2 separate regions of the Sus scrofa genome follow, and region 2 is linked to region 1. Evidence: chromatin contacts called from public HiChIP or PLAC-seq data. All regions are on one chromosome and are shown on one strand. The core of a region is the stretch at or near the end of the contact, and the rest is flanking DNA. Distances in the headings are between cores, read along the strand shown. Region 1 overlaps PDZRN3 (E3 ubiquitin-protein ligase PDZRN3). Region 2 has its middle 150 kb from the start of PDZRN3.

The links. HiChIP or PLAC-seq counts read pairs in DNA pulled down with a chosen protein or histone mark.
Region 2: an H3K27ac HiChIP or PLAC-seq map of skeletal muscle shows a contact between it and region 1. The contact joins two enhancer-like sites. A contact is called at or near these places in 3 of 47 Hi-C or Micro-C datasets (psoas muscle and skeletal muscle) and 1 of 2 datasets of contacts at active chromatin or transcription factors (skeletal muscle).

The regions. Positions count from the first base shown.
Region 1 is chr13:54,863,378-54,868,960 of Sscrofa11.1, forward strand. All of the region lies in intron 3 of PDZRN3 (E3 ubiquitin-protein ligase PDZRN3), which reads right to left. Among named protein-coding and RNA genes, the nearest start is that of PDZRN3, 39 kb to the right of the region's middle. Within about 2 kb of position 3,289, at least 7 of the 83 cell types and tissues checked have an H3K27ac peak or open chromatin away from gene starts, as enhancers often do. A contact at or near this core is called in skeletal muscle, where this site is marked.
Region 2 is chr13:55,051,682-55,057,264 of Sscrofa11.1, forward strand. No RefSeq gene overlaps it. Among named protein-coding and RNA genes, the nearest start is that of PDZRN3, 150 kb to the left of the region's middle. Within about 2 kb of position 2,815, at least 12 of the 83 cell types and tissues checked have an H3K27ac peak or open chromatin away from gene starts, as enhancers often do. A contact at or near this core is called in skeletal muscle, where this site is marked.

The sequences.
Region 1 (5,583 bases), core at 2,039-4,538:
ACCAAGAAAGGGAAAAAAAATGGCCCAAGTGAAATAGGAAAAAATGGCCTCAGGCTGGCCCCCAGCTGAAACACAGTACTTGCCTGTGCCACCCCAGGAGTCTGCACCCCAAGGAGACAGCCCTTGTCAGTGACTGTCTCACTAGATTACGAGGGAATGGAAGTCCCGCAGGCTCTGATCAGGGGAGTCCCAGACCACTTTATTAAATAAACAGGCAACTGTCATTTCATGCAAAGACAATTTGTTTCCAATCTGCACATTTAGCAATGTGTCTACCACTTTTTCAGGACTCTCCTAAATTAAATCAAAATTTCATTTCTGTTTCCTTAAGGACCCAAAAGACCTCAAAAGTTTGAGCATTGTCTCATAGGTGGTCTGTAACATTAACCATGAACATTTATGCTTTCACTTCCAATGCCACAGCAACTCTTTTCTCTCTTTGACAAGGCCAGGACATTCCCTCTGTCTGCTGTGGTAAATGAGAGAAGAAAGAGAAAAAGCTGGTTATTTATAACCCAAGAGTTCACTTCGATGCTCTTAAGGAGAAGAATCAGACATCTGTGTTATAGGAGCATCTTCTGTGATCACTGATGAAGCTCAGGTGCCTCGAGGGTGAAGTAAGGAAGGAAGACAAAGAGAGGAAAGGAGCCACTTCTACTCCAGAAACAGGATAAGGGCAGACAGACCCCTTCCTCTTTGGAGTTGAACTTGAGCGCTAACATGATTTTCTCAGGGCAATGGCTATATTTTCAGCAGAAGTTACCAACACTTCATGGCAGTTTCTCTAAAGTAAATATAAACACTGTATTGCATTCTTTTATTAATATTGTGCATTCTTGTTTCCTTAGAAACATTTAAAATCACTGATATAGATTAACAAAAGCAGCTAATTATGCACAGAGAAAAAATGAAGGGCTATCTTTTCAACTTTAGTAACAGGGCTATCACTTCTTTAGTAAAATGTTGACTGAATGAATTCTGCTACTCCACATCTTGAAAGGTGAGAGAAACTGCCATGTTTTTGTTGTATCTCCTCCTTTTGAAACCTTTAACAAAAAATTATTTTTTTCAGAATAAACTCTTAATGTTAGTAGAGGCTGCCTTGACCTTTGAGAGAGAACATTTCAGCTTTGAGCTGGCTGGGACACAAACATAAAAGCAAATGCCCAACTCTACACAATTTTAATTTCCTTTCTTGGCTCAAGTGTTTAAAGGGTTTAAAAAAAAATTCAGTTGTTCTATATAAATGTATATAGTCTTATCATTCTAGAACTTAGGAATTCAAGTTTTAAGGTTTCTGTCAATAAATGTTATTTTAAAAAGAGCAGAAACGGGTCTCTGAAGACATTTCTACCTGATTTCTTCACTTTTACTCACACTTGCATTGTTTTTAGCTTAATATTAATTCCGTGAGGACATTCATCTAGTTTCAACTTGTCACCTTTTCTCCTAAATATGGCACAGAACCCAAATCTTGAACATTTTAGCACAAAGATAACAGCAGAAAGGTAAGATAAATCTGTTTACTACATCAGACTGTAAACATTGCATCAGTCATCATCCTGGGCTGTGATCTAGGGGCAAAAAGCAGTGAAGACCTTCCCCAAGGCCTTCGTCTAAAGCTCTCATTTGCATTTCCCTCCAAAGAAGCCCTCAGAAAGTTCTACCAAGGTTTATGGCTTCACTGACAGCTTAGTTTGATGAAGTAACTGTGACAGGGGAATTATTTCCTGGAACATGTACCAAAATTCCACAGCAACAATAATGGTGAAACTTCACCTAAAAAAATGACACACCCAAAATAAAAGTGAGTAAAAGCATCTTCCAGAACTTCACTGCTATTGATTTTATGTTGCTAAAACTTGGTCCCCACAGGGGCTAAGACTGAAGTCAGTGACAGGACAATGACAATCACCAAGTCAATGACCAATGTTAAATATTTTCCAAATATGATGGCAAAGCCTATAGCCTCATAAGCAAAGAATGCAACTGCTAAAGGGAACTCAGACTGAGTTAACCAGAGGGAACACAATTTCCTCCATCTTACTGCTGAAAGTGACAAAGAACAATGTTGACATAAAATATAGAGACTGGGGAGTTCCTGTCATGGCTCAGTGGTAACAAACCTGACTAGTATCCATGAGGACTGGCCTCACTCAGTGGGTTAAGGAGCTGGCATTGCTCTGAGCTGTGGTGTGGGTCGCAGATGCAGCTTGGATCATGAGTTGCTGTGGCTGTAGTGCAGGCCAGCAGCTACAGTTCCAATTTGACTCCTGCCTGGGAACTTCCATATGTCATGGGTGTGGCCCTAAAAAGACAATAAAATAAAATAAAATATGAAGACTGGAATTTATAAATGTACTAGACTTTTTTAAGTTTTGTTTATAAAACCCAATGTGATATACCAAAAACTGAACTCTTGATTTCCCTATATAACCATGATATTTCTTTTAAAGAAAAAAGCAAAAACAGGGCTTCCTTATGATTTCTGACAGGCCCATTTACTCCCTTGCTTCCAAATATAAAAGGAACTCTACTCCCAAATTCCCCTCAGGCACTGGAGATGAGTCTATTTTAAGCCAATGTTATTTCTGTATGGACAGCTGGCTGATTCCACCTGTCTGCAGAAGGTGTTGTCAAAGTGTCAAATGTCCCTGAGACCTCATGACTTACTATCACCTGCCTTCAAGGCTTCTAATGTTAGACTTCCTGCAGCTTTGCCCTCAGGAGCTGGTCATGTGACTTGAAAAAATCTATTTTTTTCTGAGAACAATGCAATTACAAAGCTTCATAGCCAAGTCCCTGCTCTGCTCAGGAGTTTATACACAAGCAGGATCCTCCTTGGTCCATTTATAATCAACTGCAACTTCCCAGGGAAAACTCCTCCTCCACAGAGTCCAAGACAGGCTGAGCTCAGAAGCCTGTGTGGGTGTAACTGACCAGCTTACCCCTAGGACTCTGTAAGTCATTCATGACACACGGCACTCAGAACATTTACATCCACCATCAGGCAGATACACATTTCCTCCATGAGAGGAGAAAACACCCTGCACACCACAGCTTCGCAAAAAGAAGCAAGTTAGGCTTCCAAAGCCTGGTCCGAGGTCCCCTTCGTAGTCAGTCCATCATGACGCCAGGGGCCGCTATCTGATGACCTCCATGTTGGTGGTCGACGCAGTCCACGAACTTTGCCTCAGGCAAGAAGTTCCTAAGTAGAAAGCTGACAGGTAGCAGAGCTTAATTTTCTAAATACAGGCACAGATCCTAATAGATCTGACTCCATGCTTTGGCAAGAGGTTGGGAGGTAGATGAGTCACCAGAGACCCAACAGACTCCAGGGTACAATATCACAAAAAGATACATGGTCTTTCCTCCAAAATAGAATGTTGCCAAACTCTTGGCCACTGCCTTTTAGTGAGCCAAGAAATCAACTCAGTGGGTGGCAAACAGCATTAAAAGGAAAAGAATAAAATGAAATACCAGAACTGCTCTCGATTTCTAAGATAAATCTCTCTCATGAAGCTTTTTTTTTTTTCCAATTTTTATACACATATGCCAGGACCCACTTCCGGGGTGAGGGCTGTGCTGGGTTGTGTATAAAATCTATTTCTTAGCAAAAAGGTTTGCAAATGTCCTTCAAAGAGCAGTGTAGCAGGAGAAGCTGTTGGGGTAGGACTTAAATATCTAAGTTCTGGTCCTCGATTGACAAATGTGCACACTAGGTCCCTGTTGGCCTCTACCCAATATTCTGTGATAATCTAAGTGGGATAGGACAGTTTTTCAAAAATTTATAAAAATAAATACAACTTTATCAAAGATGAACCCTCTGATGTCTTTGCCTCTGAAATTCTTTTCTTTTATTTTTTTATTTTATTTTTTTTTCTTTTTAGGGCCACACCTGCGGCATAAGGAAGTTTCCAGGTTAGGGGTCGAATCGGAGCTACAGCTGCTGGCCTACACCACAGCCAGAGCAACAGGGGATCCAAGCCATGTCTGTGATCTACACCACAGCTCACGGCGCTAGATCCTTAACCCACCAAGCAAGGCCAGAGGTAGAACTTGTATCCTCATGGATGCTGGCCAGATTCATTTCCATCGAGCTACAACGAGAACTCATGCCTTTGAAATTCTCGAACGGTGACAGAATTACACCCCCTTGTGTGGTGGATCCTAACCCCCAAAAGCTCTTCACTCCTTCACCAACTGAACTCAAGGCCTACACAAAATGTTGAGCTTAAACAGGTACATGGCAATGGTGTGCAAGATGAAGTCTGGAGCACTTGACCTTAGCGGAGGTGGTTCTGGGCTATGGCATTAAAGGACCCGGTTGACATGATGAGCAAGTTACTCTGCTGTCAATCTGCAACCTGTCTGACTGCAGGTTCTGTCTAGAGAAATTTGAGCCCAAGTGTTCATAAAATACATGTTATCAAGTTGTAACACATGTACAGGAGGTGAATACATCTTAAGGGGACATCCTGACGCATTTTCACGGCCTGAGCATATCCACTGACAATTTTCCAGAGGAAGGATAGAATGGGACCAGAAGCTCTCCTAGGTCTGCTCCCAGTCACCCTCCTCATTTCCAATTCTCACAATAATTTTGCTCTTTAAGAGTAAGCAAGGCTCAGAACCAGAGTCACCTGCAAGCAACAGTATCTAGACAAAATTGACTAGCTCTACACTTTTTACCATTACCCTCTCTTTACAGCATGTGCAAATGGTTTTCCACTTGCAATCATGACATTTGGTTTCCTCAAAAAAAAAATAAATCTAGATGAAAGAAAGCATGCTGCTTTAAGAAGAGTGTTAAGCGTTGAACAAAACAGGTGCTACATATATGGTGAAGACAGGGCAGGTGGTATATAACTGACAAGTCTGAGAAACACCTGTTCAAGGTTTGCTGATTAGTCTGAAATGCTCAACTGACTTTCTGACAATCCTTCACTATGATTTTCCAAGATTATGGTGGATTCTCTCCCCCAACCTCCAGGTTGCATCAGACAGACTAATTTCCTCCCTTGCATAATCTTAAAATAGTTTAAGGATTTGCCCTCCCTGGAGATGATACAATGTTATATTTATACCCCTCTGGCTTGTACTTCTCATAAAGAAGCATCCTGCTTACTTAAAACCAATATAAGGTGATTCTGAATGAGAAGAAACATCCATCTTTCTCAAACCTCCACTATTTTAAGGAGTTTTATTTTGTTTGTACTTTAGGGCTGCATCTGCAGAATATGGAAGTTCCCAGTTTAAGGGTCAAATTGGAGCTACAGCTGCCAGCCTGTGCCACAACCACAGCAACACTGGATCAAAGCCACATCTGTAACCTACACTAACAGTTCAAGTCAACGCCAGATCCTTAACCCAATAAGTGAGGCCAGAGATCGAACCCACATCCTCATGGATTCTAGTTGGGTTCATTTCCACTGAGCCACAACCAGAACTCCTATTTTAAGTTTTAAAGGGTCACTTAGGACTGGGATCAGTTATAACAAAAGGCCAAAAACATGATATTGAAAGCTTTTAATCATTTAATTATGGCAACAACAACAACAAACCCTTCCATGGACTTAACGT
Region 2 (5,583 bases), core at 1,565-4,064, 190 kb after region 1:
GACAGACGTTCTGGGACCTCAGCTTTTCTTAGGGTAGGAACAAATCTCATTCCCTGCCCTCAGTCCATTTTGGTTCCTATTTCACAGAAAACAGGCCTCCAACTGGTTAAAAAAAAATAAGGGAATGTATTATTTCATACAAGAGAAAATCAAAGGTAGGCTGGGTTTAGAAGAGGTTAATTAGCTGTTCAGCAGCAGACCCAAATTCTGTCTTTCTGCATTAACTATCCACACCATTGAGTTCATTCTACACCTAATTCTATTCATCACCTCAAGATGGCTGTTGGTGCAATCAGACAAATGTGTGTCTTTATTCAAGCCCAATCAGAGATAGTGAAAGAGGCACTTTTCCAGTGGATTATTCTCCCCTATAATCTGATTGGGCCACTACAGGTCATGGGAATACTGTGGTCTAAGAAGATTTAATGATTGGCTTAAGGCTGAATTCCTGAGCAAATCACTGGCAAGGAAGAATTCATTTATGTAAATTGTTCGACCAGTGATTGAAACTAGCCCTGTGGGAAAATTTAAGGGGTTGTTATTGTCCTTACAATGACTTAGGGGGAACAAGTGGCTGAGAAGCTAAAGGTTTTGTTAAGCATAAAGAGGATTGTAATGTAATTTCACACAGTAATGAATTGTCCTCTGCTCTGCAAGACATTAAAAAATAACTTTATTAAGATATAATTATTTACCATAGAACTTAAAAGTATACAATCCAATATTTTTTTTGGATTTCTCAAAGTTATGCAACTATGATCACAACCAATTTTAGGACATTTTCATTACCCCTCTCCCTGGCAAATAAACCCCCATAGAAATCTCTCAGCCACATCCTCACCTCCCCAACACACACACCTTAGAAACCTAATCTATCAGAAGATAGTTTTGTCTCTATAGATTTTCCTATTCTAGATTATTTCATATAAATGGCCTTTGGTGACTGGCTTCTTTCACTTAGTATAATGTTTTCAAAATTCATCCATGTTGTAGCATGATTCCCATACTTCATTTTTTTTTAAGTTCAAAAAATACTCCATTATATGGATATACCACATTTTATTTATCTGTCCATCAGTTGACAGACATTTGAGTTGTAACCACTTTTCAACTATTATTAGTAATGCTGCTTGAGGCAGTCACATACAAGTTTTCACATGGACACATGTTTACATTTCCCTTGGATATTTACCTAGGAATGGAATTGCTGGGTCATATGGAAACTCTGTTTAAACTTTTGAAGAACTGCCAGACTGTCCAAAACATTTTATATTTTTACATGATATGCAGATGGAAATACCCCTGTTTCAAATTATTTGAGCCCATTATGCAATCCTGATTTACATATAAACATAAAACATTGTTTGCAGGGTACTTGTGTACACTGAATTTTTACAGTGCAGCCATCTTGTGAACCAAGGAAAGACTTCACCATGTTTGTTGGGAGCTTTACCAGGAGTTGGTCATTGTTTTAGAAAAACTGTCACTTCACTGACAACCATACTTTTTGTTATATTTGAGTTATCAACAAAACACACCTTTTATCAGTCTACACCAGTGGTTCTTAACCATAGGTGAGTCTGCCTATTGCCCCAGGGGTCAATGGCAATGACTGGAGATGTTTCTCTTGGTCTGAGAGGTGGGTGAGAGGGGCTACTAGCCTCTGGGGGCAGAGCCCAGGGATGCTGATAAACATCCTTCAATGCTTAGGGCAGCCCCTAGCACAATGAATTTTCCAGTCCCAAATGTAAGTAGTGTAGAGGTTGAGAAGCCCTGGTATACACACAGAGTTCTCAGATTCACAGTGCATTTTCCACCAGGCACAATCTTCCCACTATTTATTATGTGCTTTAGTGGAGCTGTACTGGGGCATTGTCTGATTGAAACGCATATGATTTTATTATTTGAATTTGTTTGTACCCTTTGCATGGGAGTTAGGGAATGATAGTAACTTTATACATTACGTATCTCTGAATTTCTTTTCATGATAATATAGGGGGAGTACAAATTACATAACTCTGCCAGAATGGGAGCTAGTGGTCTGGGCCTCCCTGGGAGCTGGACTGGGCGTCCTCTGCCAATCCTAGGCTCTGGAAGGGAAAGCTGGACACTGAGGAGAATTGAGAATTCATGAGGAAGAAGGAAGGGACTCCTAGGAAGACAGTCAGCCAGGGGCAATGTACAATGTCATGTTTGCCAAGATCCTGGTTTTAGATCCCTGGGAAAGACTGAATTTATTTCCTACCTTGAATGATTACTGTATACCCTGATCACCTAATAACTCCCATTCTTTCTTCACTTAAATTCATTTCAGTAGAGTCCATTATTCTTACCCCCAAAAGGCTAGAAGTAAAACAAAAGCAGGTGGGAAAATATAAGTGGGAAAACATGGCACAGCATTCTTAGAAGCTGAGAGAAGGACTGCCATTCATATGATTTAAACTTTGTTTTCCCAGTGGTTCTCAGCAGCAACAGATGTTGCTATGGAAAGTCTCCATCTAAGAAGACGACTATAGGTAGGTAGAGAAACTGAAGTTCCATCTTGAGAGGAGTACAAAGCTTGAATGTGGACAGCAGAGACTCCACAACAAAAGATCGATCATGGGAGGAGTAAGAGCTGAAAATACTTCCTGCCCTTGGGAAGTGGATGCTATGAAACTTTCTTTTACTCAGCAGGACTTTGTTCCTGACTGAGGCAAGAGTCAAGAAAGGAAACACTGCCAGAGTTTTTCCTGCTGTAGGGAGCTTACTCGGATCCGTTTCTCAGCTCAGCTTTCTGGCTGCTTACAGAGGGCCAGAGAAATTGGCTCTTCTAGGGCTGGCTGACATTCCCTCTGCAATGGAATTTCCTTTGTTGCAGAACCTGTGGCCTGCCTCATGCTGAGTGCAGATTTTGTTGCTACTCAGGAAAATTTCCTTGAAGTGGCCCCAATTGCCCAATGGTTAGGAATAGGGGGGTGTGAGGGCCCTGGGACCACGTGATATGGAGTATGGCTGTGATCCACAGTTTGGCTACACAAGGGAAAGAGCCCACTGTCACCCCTCAAGAGTATGATTATGTCAGCTGTTTTTTGAAATACGCTTCTCCTGCCCTTGTAAAGGAGTTACTCTTGATAAAGACCAGGGTTAGAGGAAGTGATAGGTGTATTTACGTATGTATATAACCCCTAATGGTTTGAGGTTTCTGTTTCTCCAATGGACTTTGATGTGGAGGAGAAAATAGATGGCAAGAAATCCTTGTCAGAGAGAAGGCTTAGGTGCCCTCCCTACTCCCTCCCCAACAAAGTCTTCTGAACCAGATAGAAAGCAGGTCCTGAAGAGATGAAAAGTTGAAGTGCAGTGGAAAACAGTCATTTCAGCTGGGATTGCTGGTGGGTGTGGCGAGATGACTCAGATTCATGAAAGAGAATCCAAGAGAGGCTGAAAGGGAGAAATGATTTTGGTTGCATATGACTGTTTTGCCTTTGTCTTTCTGGGAACAGGGTTGGGGGCAGGGGCTTCAAGAGGAGAGAATATAGATCATATAGCAGTATTTGGGAAAACCAGAGAAGTGCTTCCTGCCAAGGCCAGCTATATCCTCAGAAAGGATTACAAACCATTTTGGTGACAAAAAGGGTTCCAGCTCTTCATGGACAGAAAATACCAGGCACTTATGTCACCATAAGTCTGTGAGACATTGCCAATGGATCACTGGCAGCCATTAGCAATTGATCAGAGTTAGTACTCAAGATGAGATAGAAGAAAATTAAAGATTCCCCAGTGAAGATCTGAGGGAATATCTTGGACTATGTAAGATGTAGAAATAAGACTAATGTCAAGATTCCAAAGCCTCAAGAATCTTGGGGGAATTCTCTGCTTCCTATCCCAGGACACTGGGGAACCTAGGATAGTTTATATCAAATATTAATAAGAGCAACTTCTATTTATTAAATCTTTTCAATGTACACTGAACTACTTTTGTGTCATTTCATCCTTACATCAGTACTACAAGGGGCTAGTATTCCCATTTTATAGATAAGGGAACTGAGGCTCAGAGAAGTTAAGAAACTTCCTGAGGTCATGCAGCCAGGAAATGGCTGAGCAGACATTCTTACCCAAGAAATTTGAGTATAGAGTATCACTTTGAAGCTCAGAGGGCTTCATTCCAAGCTCATCTCTCCCAGTGTGGGTGAACATGGGGTAAGATAAAGGCATAGCCTAAGACAGACTTTTGGCCAGCTTCCTCAGACGTGTTTATCCCCTAAATTAGCTGTGTGGAGATTCCTGCCATCCACCATCTCCCTTCTCTGTTAGTAGAGGGTGGACCCTGTCATAAGGAGAGACACGCAGAGATTGTAAGCTGACACCACACCCTGGTCACTTCCGTGACTTGGGAGCGCATAGCAGAAACACAGTTGCCAAACCCCCTTGCATGCTACTCATTTTCCTCAGTTCCCAGCTGCCTGTGAGTCCAGAAAGAAAGCTGGGGCCAGATCCAGGGTCAGCCGAATGGACAGATGGGGATGCGCAGAGGTGACACTTGATCACGCCCTGGCATCTGTTGCGCCTGTTGCGGCTGCTTCGGAGGGCTGATGTCTTGACCTAGCTAATCCTCTTGGTCATCCTGGTGCCAGCTGTGTTGTGTCACTCATCCCAGCCCTTGTGGTAACTACTGCTTCCAGAGAGTTTCCTTTGGAAAGTCAAGCTGATGGTGCTCTGACTGCTTCAATTTTGACCTTGGGTCAGCCTTCAGCAGACAAAACCTATGCATGGGCTAATGGAGGATCTGAGATGCCTGATTCTAGGTAATTTACTGATCACACTGGTCTATGTTCAGGTCTTTCTTTCTTTCTTTCTTTCTTTCTTTCTTTCTTTCTTTCTTTCTTTCTTTCTTTCTTTCTTTCTTTCTTTTTTTATTTTTTGTCTTTTTGCCATTTCTTGGGCTGCACCCATGGCATATGGAGGTTCCCAGGCTAGGGGTTGAACCAGAGCCGTAGCCACTGGCCTACACCACAGCCACAGCAATGGCCATCCGAGCCGCATCTGCAACCTACACCACAGCCCATGGCAATGCCGGACCTTAACCCACTGAGCAAGGCCAGGGATCGAACCTGCAACCTCATGGTTCCTAGTCAGAGTCATTAAATACTGAGCCATGAGGGGAACTCCCCTTTTTTATTTATTTTTTTAATGGCCACACAAATGGCATATGGACGTTCCAGGCCAGGGATTGAATTCTAGCCACCTGGGGCAACCCCAGATCCTTTGAACCACTGCAAGGGGCCAGAGATGGAATCTATACCTCTGCAGCAACCAGAGCCACTGTAGTCAGATTCTTAACCCACTGTACCACAGGGGGAACTCCGGTACTTCCTTTTTTGACATCTGTCATCTGACACCAACAAAACTCATATACCTGCTATGGTTAGCTAGCTTTTTTAGAATACCATGTTAAAAGAAGGAAGGAAGCAGGCTTAGTTGGGTCAATCAGCCTTATTTGGGCATTGGAAAACAAATGATGAAAAACTCAACTTCATTATTGCCATTATGGAAATTACAGTCTGCTGGAAGAGGCTGAAAAATAAACTAGTTAGAACAGTATGA